Linked DNA regions of Ovis aries: region 2 is linked to region 1. A link is a contact called in public Hi-C data. All regions are on one chromosome and are shown on one strand. The core of a region is the stretch at or near the end of the contact, and the rest is flanking DNA. Distances in the headings are between cores, read along the strand shown.

Region 1 (6,287 bases), core at 1,640-4,139:
ATGTGACCTTTCTGGGCCTTGGTGTCTAAAGTGGGGACAATCATTCCTGCCTTCCCACTGGGCTGTTTACCAAAAAAAGTTTGTTCAAATAGAAGCACTTTATAACTACACATACCATTTATAACTATGCCATGCCAGTGCTTCCCAATAGAGCTTCATAGCATATGGTCAAAGTAAGTTTGAGAAATGTGTTTATACTCTAATCTGGGCTTGAATATCACTGGCAGGTGAGCACATGAAAGGCTCTGAGAAGTCCTACAGTTTTAAAACATCAGTTTAACCATATTGAATCTATTAAGCCTAATGTCTTAGCTTTTGGGATTCCCCAAACTCTTTTGTCCTGCAATACCAGTGACTTAATTAATCAACCTCCTTGAGATGTCTGAAGAACGGCTTAGGAAGCACAGCCCTGTGGAGCCTCCAGGAGGCCCCGGTTCGTTTCGTGGGCCCAGCATGTTTCTCTGTGATGCTGTCAACCACATTCAGATTCCCATGTACTGTCCAGGCCCCAGTGCCCTGGCATGGCTCAGTTTCCCTTCCACCCTCACCAGCCCCACCCTACCACATCACCCTACACAGGGGACAGAGGGAACCTGAAATTTATCAATCCTTACCTGGAAGACAGATGCCCATCAGTTTCTTCCACATGCATCTTTAGGTCTGGCCAATGCAACTCACTGCCACATTCAGACCTACTTGAGAGTCTCAGACCAACTGTCCATCCCTGCCATCTAGCTCCCTCGGTGTCCATCTATCCTTCCTCCTCACCAGGAAACAATACTCTGCCTTTCCCAACACCAGTTAGAGGCCAGCACCAGTTCTGCTCTTTCCTGAAACCTCCCCTTTCTCTGAGCTCCATAGTCTAACACACAACTGCCCTCTGATCACCCCTCTGCGTCCCATCCATTTTTGTCAGGTCTTCAAGCTCGGTTTTTGTATAATACATCCTTGAGAGGTAATGGTGCAAGTAGTTAAAAGGAGTACTCAGAAATCTGGGTTCAGGAACTTCCCTGGCAGCACAGTGGATAAGAATCCGTCTGCCAATGCAGGGGACACGGGTTCCATGCCCGATCCGGGAAGATTCCACATGCCGTGGAGCAACAAAACCGATGCACCACAGCTACTGAGCCAGTGGTCTAGAGTCCAGGAGCTGCAACTACTGAAGCTCTTGTGCCCAGAGCCTCCTCCACAACCAGAGAAGCCACTGCAATGAGCCGGTGCATCGCAACTAGAGAGCAGCCCCAGCTCTCCACGAGAGAAAACCCACAGGCAGCAGCGAAAGCCCTGACCAGCCGATAAATAAGTTATATTAAAAAAAAGAAACCTGGGTTCAAAACCTGGTTCCACCACTTACTGGCTGGATGATAAGTTGCTTAAGTAATCTGTGCCTCAGTTTCTTTGTCTGAAAAAGGCAAACAAGAGTACCTGCTTCATGGGGTTGTTGGAGAAATTAACGAGTTGATTACAGGGCTTAGACACTGGCACACAGTAAGTGAGCAAGTTACTTATTTACTGATATTATTATTATCATTCTGTCTCCTTACAGAGCCTTCCACGGGCTGGGAAGTCCTTAAAACTTTATATCTGTATTGATTTACTTCCTGCCTCCTTCCACAAAAGCTCTGAAGTTGGCTGAGCACAGAGAGGGCTCAGGCAGGGCTCGCTGGGCTGAGCTGAAGGTACGAGGAACAGGATTCGAGGTTGGAGACTGGGGCGGGGTGCTCCCCACCGACACATCAGGCTTCTTTCCCGCCCCGGCACAAGAGCCCAGCCCAGCCAAACCAGCCCTACTGCTAAAGTCACCGACTGCAGGGCTAGAGGCGTCCTGAACCAGAACATGGAAGAGGAAACTAAGGCTTAACCAGCCCTCTTTCCCACTTCACCACTCCACCTTGGCGCTCGTGAAGCCCCCAACCGTACTGGCTGTGCAGAGCTTCACTGTCAATTTGACAGGGGAAGAAGGGGAGGGCAAAGAGAGACAGTCTTCACCTAACAGAGTTTAGGAACCGGAATGGGGGTTGAAGGGGTAGCGCAGGGGTCCAGCCCACGCCCTGAGCTGATATGTGTTGGTACCACCATTTCACAGTAGTCGGAGTAGCCCACAAAATCGGAAACGGCAGACAGCAAAACCCGTTTATTTCTCTTCCCCACAACACCCTGCACGTGAGTTTTCTCCTGGGGCAGAAGAACCTTCCTAAGTACCCTGGCTGTTCCTAACATCAGCAAAGCAGGACGAGTAATATCGAAAGCAGCCACCTCCCGCCCCAGGCAGTCGGGGCCCGCTTCCTGGAGGAGGCGGCGCCTTTCGCGCGCTCCGCGCTTGTGAACCGGCCCCTTCCCTTACTCACCGGTGTCCAGAGAGGTGAACCCGGCGCTCGGGCTGCCTCGCCGGCCGCCTCCGCCGCCCAGCATGACTAGCGCCTGCATCTGCCGAACCAGCTCGGGCATGCGGTCCCAGTGGCCCTCGGCGCGGCAGCGCTCCAGCTCGCTCTCCATCTTCAGGTGGGAGCCGTACGCGCCCTTCGCAGCCATCTTCGAGCGGGCGCAGTCATGGGAGGTGCGGCCGAGAAGTGGAGACCGGGCCGGGGGCGGCGTCCCGGCTGGGGCACACACGCGGGCGGGGTCGACGGGGGCGCGAGCTGCGGCCGGGGCCCGGGTGGCAGCGGGGGCCCGGGCAGCAGCAGGCGGGCAGCAGCCGCAGCACCCAGCGCACCGCCCGGCACCTCCGGGCTGGGACTCCGGCTGCGCGACCCGGACGCGTCCAGGAGCAGCCTCCGCCTCTGCAGCAGCAGCTCCTGGCGCCGTTGCCGCCGCCGCTGCTGCAGCTGCTGCCACAACCCCCGCCCTGGGCCCGGGCGCCGCCAGCAGCGGGCCCGCCCCCGGCCGCAGCTCCACCCCCGCGGGGGCGTGGCGCGGCCCCGGCGAGCCAGGCGCGCGGGCCGCCAACGCGGCCAGAGCAGCCAGGCGCGCGCTAGGCGCTCGCGGCCGCACCGGCGCCACCCCCGCGCCGCCGCCGCCACTGCAGACTCGGCGCTCACTCTAATACCGCGCGGAGCCCCGGCGCCCGGGGGCGCCTCGCTCCCCACCCCCTCCCCATCCCATTGGGGCTCTTGGCCTGGGAGACCCCCGCCCCGACGACCCTGCTTTGTGTGGTGGCCCCGTCACCACCGCTGCCCCGGCACGTCACAAATCCCGGGGAGAGGCCCGCCGACCGGTAGCTCCCAACTCGGAGAAGGAGCCTCCCCGGGAAGCCACCGGCAGCCGCCCGGTTCCCGCCCTACTGGGCCGCGCGAGTCTTGCGCGCCAACCCCGGGACGCTCTGGAGAACCCGCTCGTTGCGAGGCCCGCGACTCTCGGGATGCCTCCCCTGCGAACGATTTGTACGTTCTTTCTTCACAGTGGAGTTCCTCTTTTCAACCTGTCTCTCCACCCCAGCTGGCAGGCCTTTTCCTCTGCAGAATCCTGTTGCCCTGGATTTCTTAGACGTTTTAAGCCGTTTCTCCAACTTGGTATTTACTTATTTCTTAATTCTAGTGTATAAAGACTACTTTGATCAAAGCTGTACCGAGCTCTTAGCAGGACTTAGCCCTGTGCTGTGGGTACTAAGTTCAAAGGATTACAAGGCAGGCGGGGTAGACGGGGGAGGCAGACCTACAACCCTTTGAGACCCGTTTATGGTGGCCCCGCTTCCGGGTACAGCCCAGGGTGGGGATGGAGGCCATCACGCAAGACCAAAGCGACAAAACAGGATTATTTAAGTGACAGTGCATGGCACAGACCGAAGATTCCAGAAGACCGGAGAGTCAGAGCAAGCTTTTGAGTATAGACCCCTAAGAGCTAGAAGATGCACACACCTTCCCCAGCCCCTGCCTGATACGTAACCCTGGGAGTGAGCTTGACCACTTTCAGTGTCAGGAGACTCGCTACTTCGTGCTTCTGGACAACTGTAACCCGTGGGAAATTTTTGTGAAGTGGAGCTCAGGCTTCTGGGCCCTTTGTCTCTGCAGCCACAAGGGGGCGTCTGTTGAAGGCAGCCTCCCTGCGCCCCCGCCCCCGCCGATATCCTACTACTTCAGTGTTAGTTAGTGGGTCCGTCGTGTGGTCTGCAGCCCACCAGACTCTTCTGTCCATAGAATTCTCCAGGCAAGAATACTGGGGTAGGTAGCCATTCCCTTCTCCAGGGGATCTTCCCGACCCAGGGACTGAGCCCAGGTCTCCTGTACTGCAGGCGGTTTCCTCACCATCTGAGCCACCAGGGAAGTCTGCGGCTGCTGCTGCTGCTGCTGCTGCTAAGTTGCTTCAGTCGTGTCCGACTCTGTGCGACCCCAGAGACGGCAGCCCACCAGGCTCCCCCGTCCCTGGGATTCTCCAGGCGAGAACACTGGAGTGGGTTGCCATTTCCTTCTCCAATGCATGAAAGTGAAAAGTGAAAGTGAAGTCGCTCAGTCGTGTCGGACTCTTAGCGACCCCATGGACTGCAGCCCACCAGGCTCATCCGTCCATGGGATTTTCCAGGCAAGAGTACCGGAGTGAGGTGCCATTGACTTTTCCAGGGAAGCCCTAGATGTCCTCTTCTCCAGGTTCCAAATGCAGCTCCATTCCTTGCTTGGGAGGCAGAATTCCTCACCTTGACTGCTGCTCTAGGGTCTGACCTGAGCTTCTAGAGATGAGGAGATAGATGGAGGAAAAGGGGGTGGCTTTGGCATTTACTCAATTTATGCAGACTCCTTTTGGTTACTCTTTGGCTGCCCTTGCTCATCACCAGAACCAGATGTCACTTGGAGAGAGCTGTGTGTGTCCTTTGGATGGAGGCGGCCTGAGGACACCCTGTGATTTGCCCGTCTGGCATTCCCGAGTCAGCCCTAGGGCAGCCAAAGAAAAGCAGAGCTGATAAGAGGAATCCTAACAAAATAAGGAAAACCTCTTCTCCCTCTTTTCTCTCCAATCCTTTGCTAAGCCTGCCCCCAGGTTGCTGGACTCCAGGGAACTATCTGAGGCAGGTGTGTTCAGATCATGTTGGGGTCAAACTGTTATTTGGGCTTTCTTGGTGGCTCAGATGGTAAAGAATCCGTCTTTGATGCAGGAGACCTGGGTTCGGTCCCTAGGTCGGGAAGATTCCCCTGGAGGAGGGCATGGAAACCCACTCCAATATTCTTGCCTGTAGAATCCCATGGACAGAGGCGTCTGGCAGGCTGCAGTCCATGGGGTCACAAAGAGTCAGATACAACTAAGCAACTAACATGTTCTTTGACGGGAGCACCGATATTTGTGTGGGCCTGGGGCACTGGCAGGAGGAACATAGCAGGATGTTGAAAACTTAACAAACACAAACACGTGCTGGACCCCGTTAGAGCTGTTTTCCAGAAGGGTCAAGACCCCAGCCCACTAGTCACCACTGTCTTTCATGGGAGTAAGAGGCTGCAGAAACAAGAACAAAGAACAACCATGATCCAATCAGTAATATTGTACAAAATCAGTGGCAAATATAAGTGTAGATGTTGTTTTTAATTAATTTTTAATAATCTGGAATCTCCCAAATGAGAGTTTAAGACACATCCTGCTAAAGAATGCTGTCATTGCCAGCTCAGAAATGCTGCCAAAATAACTTGCTGATCAGGTGAAGGAAGCTGAGTTCATTGCTTACCAGAGAGGGAGAGTACTGCCTAGACAATCTTTGCAGCATCTCAGAGAAGGGAAGGAAGTTAGCAGGAGGTAAATCGACTTAATGAGAAATGTGTGTTTTCAGGGAGCAACAAAGATGGTACAGCACAAGGGACCGTCTGGTTTAGAGACTCTTACAGCCAAGCCAGTAGGAGACTGTTCCTTTAGCTGCTGCCCCTGAGCGGAGTGGGAAGTTCTTGCCACTGGATCATCAGAGAAGCTAAGCTACTGGTGTTTATTCTCATGAAGTTAAGGTCTCGGTGAGATCTCTTATTGACTTGTAGTTGGGCTTCCCTGATAGCACAGACGGTCAAGATTCTGCCTGCAGTGCCAGAGACTGGGTTTGATCCCTGGGTTGGGAAGATTCACCTAGAGAAGTGAATGGCTACCCACAAAGAGTTGGACACAACTGAGAGACTAACATAACACTAGGCCCAAAGTAAGAGGGTTTTGAACAGTTCATTTGAACTAAAAAAATAAGGTTATGTTTGTTCTCAGAGAAAAGACTTGGTTACCAGGAACTTGGGTAAGTCAAATAACAGTGTGGGAGCATAAGAAAACTTGGAAACACAGCCCACAGTGGCCAGTGAGACTCAGTTCAATTCAATCACTCAGTTGTGTCCAAC
Region 2 (6,417 bases), core at 3,260-5,759, 460 kb after region 1:
GCTTAGTACAAGGCCTAAACACGTTTCTTCACGCTAAGGTGTAAATGTTTGACAGCAAACCTTTCCTACCAGCAAGTTCTGACTGGGGGAGGGGGGCACTGGTGAGGCAAGGAGGTGCCCAGTGATGGAGAGAGAGCGAAGGCACTTGGAAGTATGACCATAAAGTTTTAATCAAACAGAGCAAAATGGCCGCAATGCAGAACAGGTAGTGCTTGGAGAAGAGAAAGAAGATCATCTCCTTGGTGACATAGATTATGTGTATGAAGATGAAGCAGTACAGGAACATGGCGAACTGGTTCTGGGGAAGCAGGAGGTCCTGGAGGCCTCCCGAGAACTGTGGGGAAAGAAGAGAGTGGAAACAACCAGCCGGGGCCTGGGCACCAGGCAGACCTGGGCTTCCTTCCTGCTCTTGTCCCTTCCCGAATGTGACCTTAGGCAGGCTGTCTTCCTCACCCAAGGTGAGGGTAATTGTGCCCACCTCACAAGGTGGTGAGGAGGAAGAGTGAGACAAGAGTGAAAAACTCCAGGCAAGGCTATTGGCACAGAGGGGACTCATCAGCTTTCACTTCTTGAGCCTGGCCTTAGCCCTCCCGAGTCAGGCCGCCGCCCTTCTTGCTCTGTACCTCCATGCAGCCTGTGGGTCCCACAGCGTGGCCAGTCTCTCTCCTACTCAGAGATCCCCAGATCTGGACACTGGGTCTTGGGCTAGCTCCCTGGATGGTCTCCCCTGACGCCCCACCCTTTTTGCTGGATGGTGGCCCAATGAGAGAGCATCCCTTGGGCACAAATGACTGTATCTGATTTTCTGGGTGCTGGCGCGTGTCACATCGGGACAGGCTGTGGTCCTTCAGCCCAGGGTGTGTCTCTCCTGTGGACAGGCAGTAGACAGGGGATGGGGCCTCCCTAAACCCTCAGGGTCTTGGGTGTGGGGGAGGGTCAGTTTGAGCTGTCTGGCTGATTCTGCCTGTGTGTTGCTCTTTTCCAGGATCTGTATGATTAAGGTAAACAGATCCCCATTTAAACTGTAGAAGGCATTAGCACAGAAGTGGAGTAAAAGCTGATGTAACTGTTACGATCTGTAGTTAAGAAGGCACTGCATCTATGGCTCATTCTTTAAAATATCTTTTCAATGCATGCCACATTTTTTGTAAGCAGGGTTGGTGATGCTCTAATTCACTAGAAACATATTCAGAGGTATTTTCCAATACAATAACAACTGTCTACCTACTCACCTACCCACCCAGAAAAAGAGAGTTGGGAATTTAAAAATAAATTCAACTCTCCAAGGAAATGCACAGGAAGTAAAACGCTTTTGTAAAATATTGTTAAAGGTGGGGTTTTGGACACAATCCTGTTGAAACAACTCCATAAAATGTGAAGGCAACTAAATAAAACTGAGCAGGGCAGAAAATAACTCCAGTAAAGCTGCTTCTATAAGGAATGGCAAGGAAGGCAGAAGACCAGAGGAAGAAACCCGGTATTCTGGGCTAGGAGTGGAGGGCTGGACAGATACTGTGTTTCTCTGCAGACCCAGTGCGGCTCTGTGTCCATGGACTCTGCCACTGTTGGTGGTCTGCACGCTAATGACTGACATTAGTGATTTTGATAACAAACTGTGCATTTGTGGAACCTTTCAGACTTTTCAAAACACTTCCAATGGTCTCTTTTTTTAAGTGGAAGACAGAGAGCAGATAGGATTATAAAGATCTCCATCTCCTCCAGCAAGGAGAAAGATTTTCAAACTAAAAAGCAAGTAATTTCATGAGCAAGAAAAACAAAAGATAATTGTTAAGAAGCCAGTGTGTGTTCATTGAGAGCAAATCATGCAAAGCCAACTTAATTTTCTTTAAAAAGAACATGGACCAGTCAGTTGGGGAAATGCTATCATGTAATATCTTAATTCTGGGAAACCATTTGACTGTGTGTATCAGTACAGTTTTCTGGACAAGGTAGAGAAATGTGAGCTGGAGAAAATGTAACTCAAGGGTGCTGATTAATGGAACATTGCTAACCTGTAGGGAGCTCTTTTAGTGGTATTTAGTGGTATGACTTAGGTCATATCCTCCTCAACAATTATAGCAGTGACTTGGATAAAGCCAGAAGGCACGTTTCTCAGAACTGAGGATGATTCAGAACTCAGAACTGGGAAGCATAGCTAATACATTACATCCCAATAAAATTAAAAAGTGATGAACGTAGGTTGTTGCATTTGGGTCAAGAAGTGAATTGCATGAGTACATAAAAATGAACTCAATGTGCCAGGCTTATTTCAGGGTGCCTCACATGTATTCTTTCATTTAATCCTCCCCACAACCCTATGAAGTAGGTATTGCCTTATTATAGATGAGCAGACCAAGGTTCAAAGAGGATCAGTAATTTGCCCAGTGTCATGCAATTCATGTTTCAGAGCCAGGATTTTAACCTAGAACTGTCTGATTTTAAAGCTCAGACAGTGCTGCTTTAAACAATAACATCTTTCATTATTTAGTGCTTATGATGGTCCAGCCACAGTGTTAGCCACATCCCATTTAATCACACACAGGCTTTCTTATCCCCGTTTAGGTTAGGGGAGAGGGGCCCATTTCTTGCCAAAAGATATCTAAGTTTTAATTGACAGCAAGGCAGTGTGACCCAATAGAAAAAATGCAGCCCTGATCAGGGGACGTGTGTGTCTGTATGTGGTGGGGCGGGGGATGGTTTTATCAAAGTCCACCAGCCGGGCTGCAGTGGCGGGGGTCAGGGCTGCGGGTGGGGGAGCGTTGGAGGGGACCTGGTGGGGGGCGTGGAGGGTGGGGGGTGGTGGGGGTGTCTGCAGTCTAGGCCCAGGCATCCTGTTTAAGAGATGCCGAGAAGAGAGGAGAGAGGTGGGAATCCAGCCGGAGAAGAAATGTTGAGTTTTCCCTGAGGAGGAAAACCGTGGACAAGGTAGTTCTGGGGCCAACCTTCCTTGAAGAGTTGGGTCTGAGTTTAATGAACGTGGAAGCTCTAAAGCTGTGAGCGGAGGTAGGGTGGGACGCAGCCACCAAATGGGTACAGTAGGCTTCCTGTGCAGGTCAGCGGCGGCCCCCCTCGCCGCCAGCGTCCCGCACGCTTGGCCTCCGGGTGGGGCCTGTCACCTACCAGGCGGGGCGTCGCCTGCTGCTGCAGCTGCTCCATCACCTGCTCGTGCTGCCGCTGGCGCTCGTTCTCCTCGTGCAGGTACTTGAGCCGCGTGAGCTCAAACTCCATGCGCACCTTCTCCAGCTCCATCTCGGCGCTGCGCTCGCTCGCTGGGCTCCCCGGCGCCGCCGTGGCTGGCACCGAGGGCAGCTCTGCGGGGTCGGGTCCATCCCCCGCCTGTCCTTTAGTGGCAGCGGGGCCGGCCTTGGAGGACAGTGACTTCGGTGGCCCCGGGCAGCCTCTGTCCTCACAAGTTTCCGTCTCCTCCAGGTAGTCGTAGGAGGAGTCTGGCTTCAGGGTGTCTGCTTCCTGGGGCTGGGGAGAAGGAAATAAGGGGATGGGAGGAGTCAGTATGGGGCGACCCCGCCTCCCAACCTACTGTGCACCCGCAGCCCCAGGCCCAGTGCCCTGGGGATGCTTGAAAGTGCGTTGTTAACTGTAAGCATCTAGACTGAATTCTTAGGAGAAACTTACACAGAGTTATCAGGACCTTGCGAGTTGAGAAGGAGAGGGCAAACTGACAGAGGAATGGCGCCCTAAATTTGCAATTGGGTGTGGTGGGGGAATTGAGTAGAAGTCTGTCTTCCTGGTGATCTTCAAATCGCTGCTTGCAGGTGGCTCACCCCATCCCCGCAACTAGTTTGAGATCAGTTAGATACCCAGTCGTCTAGAGGGTACAGAGGGAGGAAGAAACCTAGGCTTTGCATTGAGTACCTCTGTATACGAGGACCCCGATCCCCATCTGTAGGAGGAAGAAAGCCACTCTCGCCCCCCACCCATGGAGAGGTAGATGTGTGTGTGTGTGAAAGTCGAGTCTGACTCTTTGGGACCCCATGGACTATAGAGTCCATGGAATTCTCCAGGCCAGAATACTGGAGTGGGTAGCCTTTCCCTTCTCCAGGGGATCTTCCCAACCCAGGGATCGAACCCAGGTCTCCCGCATTGGGGCCGGATTCTTTACCAGATGAGCCACCTGGGAAGTGAAGAGGTAGGTGGGGGAGATCAAAGCCAACTTCACGTGACTTCACGATGTTGTGAAGGCTGCCTGGTCCCTGGATGCAGCCAGGTGCCAGTGTGGGGACAGGGTGCATGTCACCCCCTCTTAGCAGCTCTCTGGAATCTTCTAGCTCTCAGCCCCTAGCCTGTGGTGTCCCCATTGTGCTCTTCCTCCCCTCACTGGGATGGGCTGGGGCAGTGGGAAGAGGCATCCTCCTTACCAACGCCGTCCTTGGCTTTCCTTCAGACATGGGGTCATCAGGCGCCATCTTAGGGAAGGTTGGGCAACTTTCTCCTGCCCCTCGTCCTTCCATCATTTCCCTATCCTCCGCTGCCATCCAGAAAACCACAGCACTGCCAGTTGGGGCCAAAGGACATTTTTTGAGGCATTAACATTTGGCCTCACAAGATTCCACAGCCCAGCCGCCATCACAATCGCCTGTCCTCATAATAACCCACATTCCACCAGTTGCTAGGGCCCCTGTGGCAGAGATAACTTTGAGGTGCCTTTTATGAAGAACTACAGGGTGGGCCTTCAGCACCCCTAGGGACCACTTTAAAAACTAGAATTCCCCCACTTGAAATCCAGAATTCCATCATTTGAAGTCTCTTCTCTTGAAGTTCCTCTTTTAAATGCAGGCTGTATTGAGAGGAGTCATAATTAGCTCCACAAACCTTGTTATGGGCCTGATTTTGTCCTCTCACGCCCGCCCCCCACACTCATATGTTGAAGTCCTAGCCCCCAGTACCTTAGAATGTGACTTCATGAAGAGATAAGGGCCTTTACAGAGGTGATTATGTTAAAATGAGGTCATTAGGGTGGGTCCTTATCCAGTATGACTGATGTCTTATCCAGTATGACTGAGGAAACGTAAACACAGATGTGCACCTGAGGAGATGGTGTGAAGATGAGGGAGAAGATGGTCGTCTAAAGACCAAAGAGAGAGGTCTCATATTAGAGCTCTCTAGAGAACCAACAGGAGCCCCACCTTATACGTTCAAATAGAACTTATTAAGAAGGGGAGCAGGTGATTATGGAAGCTGAGAAGTGGCACGATCTGCTGTCAGAAAGTGGGAGACTCCTGAAAGCTGTTGTATAACTTCCAGCCTGAGTCTGAAGGCCTAGTAACCAGGAGTGCTGCTGATATAAGTCCTGGTCCAAGACTGATATCTCAGGCAGAGAGAATCAGTTCAGCTTTCCTTTGCCTTTTTTCTCCATTCAGGCCTTCAAAGGATGAGATGATGCCCATCCACACTGAAACAGGCTACTTAATCTATCCAGTCTACCAATTCAAATACTGATCTCTTCCAGAAGCATCCTCACAGACATACTCAGAAATAATGTCTAACCAGATATTGGGCATCCCAGGGCCTGCTGCTACTGCTGCTGCTAAGTCACTTCAGTTGTGTCCAACTCTGTGCGACCCCATAGACGGCAGCCCACCAGGCTCCCCCGTCCCTGGGATTCTGCAGGCCAGAACACTGGAGTGGGTTGCCATTTCCTTCTCCAATGCATGAAAGTGGAAAGTGAAAATTGAAAGTGAAGTCGCTCAGTCGTGTCCGACTCTTAGCAACCTCATGGACTGCAGCCCACCATGGGATTTTCCAGGCAAGAGTACTGGAGTGGGGTGCCATTGCCTTCTTCGCAGGGCCTAGTCAAGGTGATACAGAAAATTAGCCATCAAAAGCCTGGGACAGATCCTTCCCTCACAACCTTTAGCTGAAACCAACTGTGCTGACACCTTGACCTTGGACATCTAGCTTCCAGAACTGTGAGAAGATAAACCACTGTCATTTAAGCCACCCAGTCTAAGGTGCTTTGCTATGGCAGTCTTAGCAAACTGATACAGCCTCGATTATTCCTCGAACACATTGAGTGGGAACAGTAAAGAGATTGGGTGCTGGGGAATATTTGTTGTCTTCAGTTTTATGGAGATGATGAAAAACATTGTTGGTAGTTGGAGGCAGGGTTGCGTATGGAGAGAGAAAGGGCTGCATTTGAATTCTAGCTTTGCTACTGGTGTCTAGCTGGATGTCCAAGGGAAAGTTATTTCACATCTCTGGGGTTCCGTGTGCTCATTTGTGGAGGGATAAGGATTTGCCCACTCCCCTGCCTTGTGGCTTTCCCAGTGACTCAGCAGGCAGAGAACCTGCCTATATGTAGGAGACACAGGAGACGTGGGTTCGATTCCTGGGTCAGGAAGATCCCCTGGAGGAGGAAATGGCAACCCACTCCAGTACTCTTGCCTGAAAAATCCCATG

What was found. Hi-C and Micro-C count contacts between places; a contact is called where the count stands out from the background.
Region 2: a Hi-C map of skin fibroblasts shows a contact between it and region 1, with 3 times the contacts expected there. The contact joins the promoter of TMEM247 here to the promoter of TTC7A in region 1. A contact is called at or near these places in 2 of 16 Hi-C or Micro-C datasets (skin fibroblasts and tail adipose tissue).

The regions. Positions count from the first base shown.
Region 1 is chr3:77,391,395-77,397,681 of ARS-UI_Ramb_v3.0, forward strand. TTC7A (tetratricopeptide repeat domain 7A) reads right to left here and starts at 2,890. Exons shown (of 19, transcript XM_042246211.2): 1 at 2,349-2,890. The coding sequence starts at 2,532. It overlaps LOC132659408 (a long non-coding RNA gene), which reads left to right and starts at 2,954. Exons shown (of 3, transcript XR_009599838.1): 1 at 2,954-3,380.
Region 2 is chr3:77,852,474-77,858,890 of ARS-UI_Ramb_v3.0, forward strand. It overlaps TMEM247 (transmembrane protein 247), which reads right to left and starts at 4,510. Exons shown (of 3, transcript XM_015094402.4): 1 at 4,377-4,510; 2 at 3,121-3,474; 3 at 1-334. The coding sequence starts at 4,493. The coding sequence ends at 29. All of the region lies in intron 2 of ATP6V1E2 (ATPase H+ transporting V1 subunit E2), which reads left to right.